2 separate regions of the Sus scrofa genome follow, and region 2 is linked to region 1. The links are chromatin contacts, called in public Hi-C maps. All regions are on one chromosome and are shown on one strand. Each heading gives the region's core, a stretch centred on a gene start, on an enhancer-like site or on the middle of the called end of the contact. The rest is flanking DNA. Distances are from core to core; before and after follow the strand shown. Region 1 overlaps FXN (frataxin, mitochondrial). Region 2 overlaps TJP2 (tight junction protein 2).

Region 1 (4,313 bases), core at 517-3,016:
ACACAGTTTTTCCTCTATTAAATCATTGCCATCCCTTTGACAAAGCCACTTGTGCTATTGCAGCATCTGAACAAGTTGTACTTTGTCTTCAAAGCACATTAACGTTTGCCCTCTGGTTTGTTTTGAGAATCTCAGTTAAAGGTTGGTTGAATTCCATTCCATTTGCAGAATTGGGCCATGTGCTCTATGGAGGTGGGAGAACATTTTAAAAGGCCATGCCTAGGCATTGAATCTCTCCTGCCTTTCCCATTGATGTGCTTTCAATCAAGCTGAAGAAAAGATTGTATTGGAGCTGGTCTGAGCTGGGTCTCAAAGCCTGAGAACAGGCCAGGGAGAGAGGGTCCCTCACCCCTCTAGTTGCTGGTGAAGTGGTTGTAAGAAAGTCAAAGAGAGACGCCCACAAAAAAGCTCTCGGACCAGGCTTCCTGGTCATTCATTAGCCCTTCCTAAGAGAATGCACTGACTGTGAATTGAGAAAGACCCAAATATAACTAGCAAGGAATTCTTTGAAAGGATAATGGTATTTGCATTAAAAAAAAAAAAAAAAAAGTATTTAACTCTTCTCCTGCCCCAATCTTGACATCATTTTTAGGCAGTTCATAATGTACTGTTGATGGTGCTGTGGTGTGTGAGTCTTTGTTCAAAATAAATAAAGTATTATGCTTCCTTCATTCCAACCTCATCTAGGAAGTATGTTATAATTCAACACAAACAACTCCAAGGAATCCCTGTCATTTCTAGCAAGGCCTTTATTCACAGAGTGTGTCTTGCTTTTTAGACCCAGGTAGTTTACTTGAAGTTGGGCTGGGGGAGGGGGGAGTGTTTACCCCACGGAGGCCAATTAGCCTGTTCTCTTTGGCCTTAAATAGTGGCCCTGACCCTAACTATGACCATGCATGCGCCTGTACAGTCTTTTCCTCCAACTTCAGAGGAACCAGCACGGGAAACTGGATGGGTTTGCTCAAATCCAGCTTTGGGGATCGGTAGCTTTGTGAACATCAGAACCAGCTGTGGTAGCTCCACTGACAGTCCCCTGGTGTTATATCTGGAGACTGAAAAAGTCCTTGTCTTTTTTGGACTCACCTATCAGCATTAGGATCCTATCTCAGGCAAGTTTAGAAGCATCTACTTCTGGATCATAATAAATTTTGAGAAATGCAAGATTTTGTCATTTTTTTTAAAAAATCTGTAAGTCATGATGGGAATCTGGAAAGAAAATTTGCCAAGCAGCCATTTACTGTCATGGATACTATGTTCCTTTAAAAATATATATATATTTTCCACTTAATTTTTCACTTTGGTCCAAAATAATCTTTCCTAGGGCTACATTTCTGATATTCTGTTTGTTTGGTTTTTTTTAATTGATAGCTTTTCAGGTCTGGTAGGAATGGTGGCAATGCCACCTTGCTTGAGGAGGTTGTGGGATTGGGTCAAGGAGAGGACTGGGTGGACACCTGGACATCAGTGCTCAGGGCTGTGCGCAGAGCCCTGGGCAGCATGCAGGAGCCTGGGCTTCTCACGTTTGCCTGGCTCCAGGCAGCAAATTGGAGTCCAGAGCCAAGGGAACGTTCTCTAAATCTGGCCCAGATTATTATGTTTTTATGTGTCCAGCTGTTTGTGCATATTAAACAAAAGCCCAGTCCTTTTGGTTTGGCCCTTTCATCCCTGTTATTAGGAAAGTGTTCAAACCCCAGCCTTTGGTTGATCGACAGAAATCCTTGATGTTTGCATAACCCCCAGGATGCTTCCTGTCTAGGTCTTCCTCCTCCCAGGCAAACCCCTCCCAGTGTGGACTTTGGAAAAGCTGTCCTGAGTGCGCAGGTAGACTCAAGCCCTTCCCCTGGGAAGTGTCCTCTTCCACCCCTCCCTCATGGTGCCATCATGTACCCCATTAACTTCAGGTACATGCCCCTCCCCTAGGCTGAGAGGAGGTGGCATTAATGGGCACAAGCTGTGTACAAGACACAGCAACATCCGGCACACCCGGGCCCTTGCAAACACAGCGCTCCTCCCTTCACTGGAGGAGCTTGAGGTGGACGAACTAGCCCGTCCCACTCTCAATTTCATGGATTTAAAATTAAATTAAATTATTTTTAAAAATAATGATACAGGAGTTCCCGTCACGGTTCAGCAGTTAATGAACCGGACTAGTATCCATGAGGACTCGGGTTGGATCCCTGGCCTCGCTCAGTGGCTTGGGGATCTGGTGTTGCCGTGAGCTGTGTGTAGGTCACAGACATGGCTCGGATCCAGCATCGCTGTGGCTGTGGTGTAGGCTGGCGGCTGCAGCTCCAGTTGGACCCCTAACCTGGAAACCTCCATGTGCCATGGGTGTGGCCCTAAAAAGACCCCAAAAAAATTTATCAAAAGAATAATAATACAGATGGTTGCCTGGGGCTGAGGAGGAGTGAATAGGGTGTAACTGCTTAATGGGTATGGAATTTCCTTTGGGTGATGAAAATGTTTTGGAATAGCTTGAAGTAGTGATTGCACAATGTTAGGAATGTACGAAAATGATAATCATGCAGGTAAGGGACAAATCAAACCAGGTCAGTGGTGACCACAACGGTCACCATTATGGCCATAATCTAGGAGACACAGCTCTGGCTTAGCAGGTATCATTGTGAATCAGGAAAAGCAAAAGATCAGAAGGTGACACATGGAGACTCATCGATGGGGCTATAATGTTTTTAGGTCTTGACAACTGTCCTGTGACTTGTTCCAGAGGATAATGGTGTAATTATTCTCTTTTTTTGTTTGTGTTTTGGCCTCACCCACTGCATATGGAAGTTCCCAGACCAGGGATCAAACCCACTCCATAGCAGCGACCCAAGCTGCTGCAGTGATACCAGCTCCTTAACCAGCTGTGTGTGCCACAAGGAAAATCCCTAATTCTTCTTTTTTTTTTTTTTTTTTGCCTTTTGTCTTTTTAGGGCCGCACCTGAAGCATATGGAAGTTCCCAAGCTAGGGGTCAAATCAGAGCTGTAGCTGCTGGCCTACACCACAGCCACAGCAAGGGAAGATCCAAGCCTCATCTGGGATCTACACCACAGCTCATGGCAGCGATGGATCCTTAACCCACTGAGCAAGGCCAGGGATCAAAACCGCATTCTCATGGATACTAGTTGGGTTTTTAACCTGCTGAGCCATAACATGAATGCCCCTAATTATTCTTAAATAGACCCTAAGACAAGAAGTCACACACACAGTCGTTAAGTTTCTAGATCTTCACTGCGGTCAGTTTCTTGGTGGCACTTTCTGCTAAAGGGCTGTCCCCATGGACTCTGTGTTTTGTCTTGCAGTGGCCCCAAGCGCTACGACTGGACGGGGAGAACTGGGTGTACTCCCACGACGGTGTGTCCCTCCACGAGCTGCTGGCCAGGAGCTGACGACGGCCTTAAAAACCAAACTGGACTTATCTTCTCTGGCCTACTCTGGGAAAGGCACTTGCTGCCCAGCCTAGTGCTAAAGACATTAAAAGCTCTACAGCCAAGACCCCAGCTTTGGCCTTCAGCCGAATGGCTAGTTTTTTCCATTCTTGCCTTTGAGGACAGTTATATTGTGTGTAGCTGCTCTGTGAAAAGACTGTGTCGCCTCTCGCCCTGCCCCTGATTAATTTCCATAGAGGTTTTTTTTTTTTTTTTTTTGGATTTGTCTGCTTTCCTTCCTCATGTGATACCCCTGATCCCTTGTAATGTCTGTATGTCCATAACTTTATGTATAACCACACAACAAAGAAAAATAAGAAGGACAAATACCAGGGGGAGAAATGAATTGGCTTCACTATTCATTCTTTGAAGGACTTAACTACAAAAACTGCAGGAAGTGAGACTGGCCAGCCTCGCCATCCTGTCTCAAAATGAGACTCATTAAAGGGTGGCCTAAGGGAGTTCCCATTGTGGCGCAGCAGAACTGAATCTAACTAGTATCCATGAGAATGCGGATTTGATCCCTGGCCTCCATCAGTGGGTTGGGGATCCGGTGTTACCATGAGCTGTGGTGTAGGTCGCAGACTTGGCTCAGCTCCCGAGTTGCTGTGGCTGTGGTGTAGACCGGCAACTGCAGCTCCAATGTGACCCCTAGCCTGGGAACCTCCATATGCCGAGTGTGGCCCTAAAAAGCAAAAAAAAAAAAAAGGGTAGCCTAAAAAGTTCCTGCTCCTCTTGAAAGTGTAAACACTTCTAAACGCTTTAGTATTGAAGCATCAGTGGCAACTGGAGAATTCTCACACCCAAGACCATTTTCTCTCTGTGCTTTATGACTGCAGGGTGTGGTCCACGCGGGGTAACACAGGGAGATGTGGTGCTGTGTC
Region 2 (4,313 bases), core at 1,151-3,650, 100 kb after region 1:
GCAGCTGCAGCTCTGATTTGACCCCTAGCCCGGGAACTTCTATACACCACAGGTGCAGCCTTAAAAAAAAGAAAAGAATACAGAGATCCAAGCAACCTCACATGTAATGTATCTGACTCTTTAAAAATGGAGCTTATATTGGTCTATAAAATAGGCTTTAACAAGGGTTGTTGTAGCAATTGGAAGTCTTAAGGTAGGAAAAAAAACCCTGCTATGACCTGGCAAAATGAGCAATTGAAGTTCATATTCATGGGAGGTGAATAAAACCAGAGTAGAAAATATTTTGTTTCGGTCACCAAAATTCGTAATTGTAGGCGTGTGTGTACACCTTTTATGAGAAGTCCTACACCTTCAATTAGTAACTTGTACTTGAGTCATTTGGAATCAGTACAGACATTTGTTTAGTGCCTCTGCCAGGTGGTTAAAGTTAAATCAGGTCTTTAACTTTAAAAACATGATGCAGCTTTTCTTTTCTTGCTATTTCTTGGGCCGCTCCTGCGGCATATGGAGGTTCCCCGGCTAGGGGTCAAATTGGTGCTGTAGCCGCCAGCCTACACCACAGCCACAGCAACGCGGGATCCGAGCCGCGTCTGCAACCTACACCACAGCTCATGGCAACGTCGGCTCATTAACCCACTGAGCAAGGGCAGGGACCGAACCCGCCACCTCAGGGTTCCTAGTCAGATTCATTAACCACTGCGCCATGATGGGAACTCCCTGATGCAGCTTTTCTTAACCACTTATACACTATTGTGCATTGCAGACTGTGGTAGTATATAGTTTTGTAATAATGAGTTCATTTTAACTTTCAGACTAAATATTCAGTCTGATTAGAATATTTGTGGATTATAGTTTCTGTTTCTCTTCTCCCATCATTGTATGTGTGTTACTGGTGGGGAGGGGCTTGGAGGGTGGCTGAAATGATAGTAGTGATGAAAAGACTTGATAGATCTTTGGAGAATAAAAGAATTGTTTGTGTTGTAGGAAGCTCAACTGATCCCCAGATTTCAAACTCTGCTGTTCATCTTTGCAAAGATCTCATGTCACATCCTTGAATACAGATGTTTACTAAATTTTACCCATATGCGTATGTAAACATGGACTTCAAAATTAATATGGTGATTATTATTTCTATTGTAGACTTCAATCAGATGTATGAAATATACTTTATGTTCACAAGAGAAAATGACATGTCTTTTGAAACTTCAATTATGGTGTGCTTCATCTGATAGAGAGCCTTTATAAGCATGGGACTAAATACATAGTTAATATGTATATTTACAGTTAGTGACAATATGGTTGGTGACAAGTCAGAGGCATTTAAAGGGACTATATATCATATATTGTGGGAGAGAATTATTGGGATAGTCTTGCTAGTCAGTAATAATTATTAGGCTGTAATTAATAGGAAATGATTAGAACCCAGTTATATCCTTGCCATTGTATTAGAACAAGCTTTCAGATGAGAGAACAAGGCAACCTACACCATAGAGTGCTGTGGTGCTCTAGACTTTGTCACTTGAGTTGAAGGTGAATTGGGGGAAATAATGCTGCTTTCTAGTCATCATCAGTAGGATTTAATGAACTCTTCCAGGACTTGTAGCATCTAAGCCCTTTGTTCTTGCAAGGAGGAAATAATGTTCCCAATGTAGCTGTTTCTTTCCATTTGCCCAGAGCGATTTCTTATAAAGGAAGCATTCCAAGTCCTAGGGTGTGGTGTTTCTTCTTTGCTTCCCACAGCGGGGAGCACCTGAGGCCCTGGGTGGGTGGAGCTCTGAGATGGGCAGGAGGGGTAATGCAGGCTGTGGGAGGCAGCTAGACCCTTCTCAAACCTTGAAAAACTGTCCCCAAATATATCTGACAAAGCAGAATGAAATTCTTTGAAGGAATTAACGTGAGCAAAACTAGCCATTTTGGCTCTTGCAAAGAATGAATAGTTCAGAAGGAACTTCCTGGCGAGCTCTTTCTCGAAGCCCAGTTCCTCCCTTATGCTTCTTCCTGCTGGGTGAATCAGTTGCCTCCTGGCCTGTGATTGGTTAGTGTGCACATGCCACTGTTTATTTGAGCCCTTATCACATCTGCCACACGCCAGTCACTTCCTGTCAGTCAGTCAGCCGTGAGCCCTTCCCTGTTGTGAGTCACCTTGGTCACCCCAGAAGCTGACAGGCCACTAAGCACCGACCACATTGTACTGACTTGATTTGGGGAAGGCTTGTTGCATAAACTAGTAAGAACTGAACATTCATTGAGAACTTAGAAAAGTGGATTCCTGACATTGGTAAAGTGAATGGATGATAATTTGTCAATAAGAAAAAAATAAAGAATTTTATACAGACCTAAAGCCCTTTGCCTGCCTCGGCCTGGTTTGTTTAGTGTCTGGCCGAGTTTGGGTGGGGAGAGAGCTTTGTGGCATCTCCAACACCTATTGTAAGCTGTACTGCAAATCAGCTTGGTGACTTTAGCTAAGGCTTGTATTTCCAGTTCTCAGTTTCTTTATAGGGAAATGAATAGTTATATTTGATCATCTCTGAAGTCTTTTGAAATGCTTAAGATTCTGAGTGTTTGGTATAATGCCTTGAAAACATTCTAAATATAAATCCTATTGGTTCGTGTCATCTCGAAGTGCTTCTATACTCCTTAGACAACTTTTGTATGTGTTTCCTTTCTCTTTTGTTCTCTCTTTTAAGAAGAGATCCAATAGATGCTCTCTAAATGGTGATTTTCTAAGAGAGGCTGTCTTGTTTAGCTCATGAAGTGATGGAAAGATCTATTATTCAGTTGCAGCTTCAATAATGTAGCAGCTCAGTGGGGGCTGAATTCCCTTCCTCCCCCTGCAGTCCCAAGCCAGCAACTGCAACCATCTCGCAGAGCTTGAAAATCACTCCTTCTTCCTCCCTTCTGCCTTTCCCAGTAAAAGCTGCATCCTGGGAGTGTCCGGCACCCACTTCTTTCCCTGTGGACCTATCTCCCAGGGACCATATTGCCTGTAGCATGAGTGTGGAAGGTAAGGCAGGCCTACCCTTGGGAGCCCCTTCTGATTTGTACCTCGCAAACACGCTGAAGACAGGCCTCCTGGTGACTGTCACAAGACCTCATTACCCATTCACTGACTGATGTGAAATCATTTGCCAGCAGCCACGTTTCAGGGTTACTTCAAGCACATCTGAGTTTTTCGGCCTAACTTCAGGGAGAGCCCTTCGCCCGCCTCAGCCTGGTCTGTTTAGTGTCTGGGTGAGTTTTAAGAAGGGAGAGAGCTTTGCGGCAGCTCTGACACCTATTGAAATCTTCCAGAAATGGAACTGAAAACCTTGGTGCTTTTCCTCCTGGTGTTTTGTTAAACTCTGAAAACAGGCAAAGTGGTGACATGTTGAGATAAAGAGGCACGGAGTTCATTTTGAACATTGGTGGCCTTTTTTCTAGCAGATCTTGATTTTGGATTTTAATCGGAGATCTGGGAGACATGTTTAGTCAGCTGATTCTGCTTAAATGTATAGTTTGCAGATGTCTTTACCGAAGAGTTGGGAAAGGTTAAACTCAATTTACCGAAGAACTGAGGTGAGACACATTTACCTGAAACCGAGAACATTTTTCCTGTGGACTGGTGGTATCTTGGGTCTGACCTCCAAAGCCTGCTTATTTACAGGGAAGCTTTTTCTATAGTATCATTTTCATGGTGTTTTATTGAAGTGTAAAGTGCACAACTCCGAAGTGGAGAGCTTGGTAATTTTTTTTAAATTGTAAAACACACACGAGATCCACCATTTTAAAGTGTACAGTTCAGTGGCATAAGGTTGTGTAACCTCTGCCACTATCTAGAATGTACTTTTTTACATGAATGTATTCACCTGTATGATCACCACCTAGACCAAAAAATAGAAATTTCCATCACTTTACAGGTTTCTCTCCCGCCACTTTTCTGACTGCTACCATCCCACGCGCCCACAAGGGAACCTCTCTTTTGATGGCTCTCAGCCTAGTGTAGTTTTGCTTCACCTCGAGAGAAGCTGTATACATGAAATCAACATTTGGTGTTTGGGGAGTTCCCATTGTGGCTCAGCGGGAACAAACCTGACTAGTATCCATGAGGTTGTGGGTTCAATCCCTGGCCTCGCTCAATGGGTTAAGGATTTGGCGTTGCCATGAACTGTGGTGTAGGTTGAAGATGAGGTTCAGATCCCGAGTTGCTGTGGCTGTGGTGTAAGCTGGCAGCTGTGGCTAACCTGGGAACCTCCGTATGCTGCAGATGTAACCCTAAAAAGCAACAAGAAACAAATAAATAAAACCCAAAAAAGCCATTTGGTGTTTGATTTCTC

The links. Hi-C and Micro-C count contacts between places; a contact is called where the count stands out from the background.
Region 2: a contact with region 1 is called in a Hi-C map of liver, with 1.6 times the contacts expected there. The contact joins two enhancer-like sites. A contact is called at or near these places in 1 of 5 promoter capture datasets (liver), 25 of 47 Hi-C or Micro-C datasets (adipocytes, adipose tissue, alveolar macrophages and 16 more) and 2 of 2 datasets of contacts at active chromatin or transcription factors (alveolar macrophages and skeletal muscle).

What each region holds. Positions count from the first base shown.
Region 1 is chr1:222,429,620-222,433,932 of Sscrofa11.1, forward strand. It overlaps FXN (frataxin, mitochondrial), which reads left to right. Exons shown (of 7, transcript XM_021064638.1): 5 at 3,304-3,329; 6 at 3,332-3,379; 7 at 3,382-3,605. The coding sequence ends at 3,464. Among named protein-coding and RNA genes, the nearest start is that of FXN, 19 kb to the left of the region's middle. Within about 2 kb of position 1,767, at least 3 of the 83 cell types and tissues checked have an H3K27ac peak or open chromatin away from gene starts, as enhancers often do. A contact at or near this core is called in fetal liver and liver, where this site is marked.
Region 2 is chr1:222,531,016-222,535,328 of Sscrofa11.1, forward strand. All of the region lies in intron 2 of TJP2 (tight junction protein 2), which reads left to right. Among named protein-coding and RNA genes, the nearest start is that of TJP2, 59 kb to the left of the region's middle. Within about 2 kb of position 2,401, at least 47 of the 83 cell types and tissues checked have an H3K27ac peak or open chromatin away from gene starts, as enhancers often do. A contact at or near this core is called in fetal liver and liver, where this site is marked.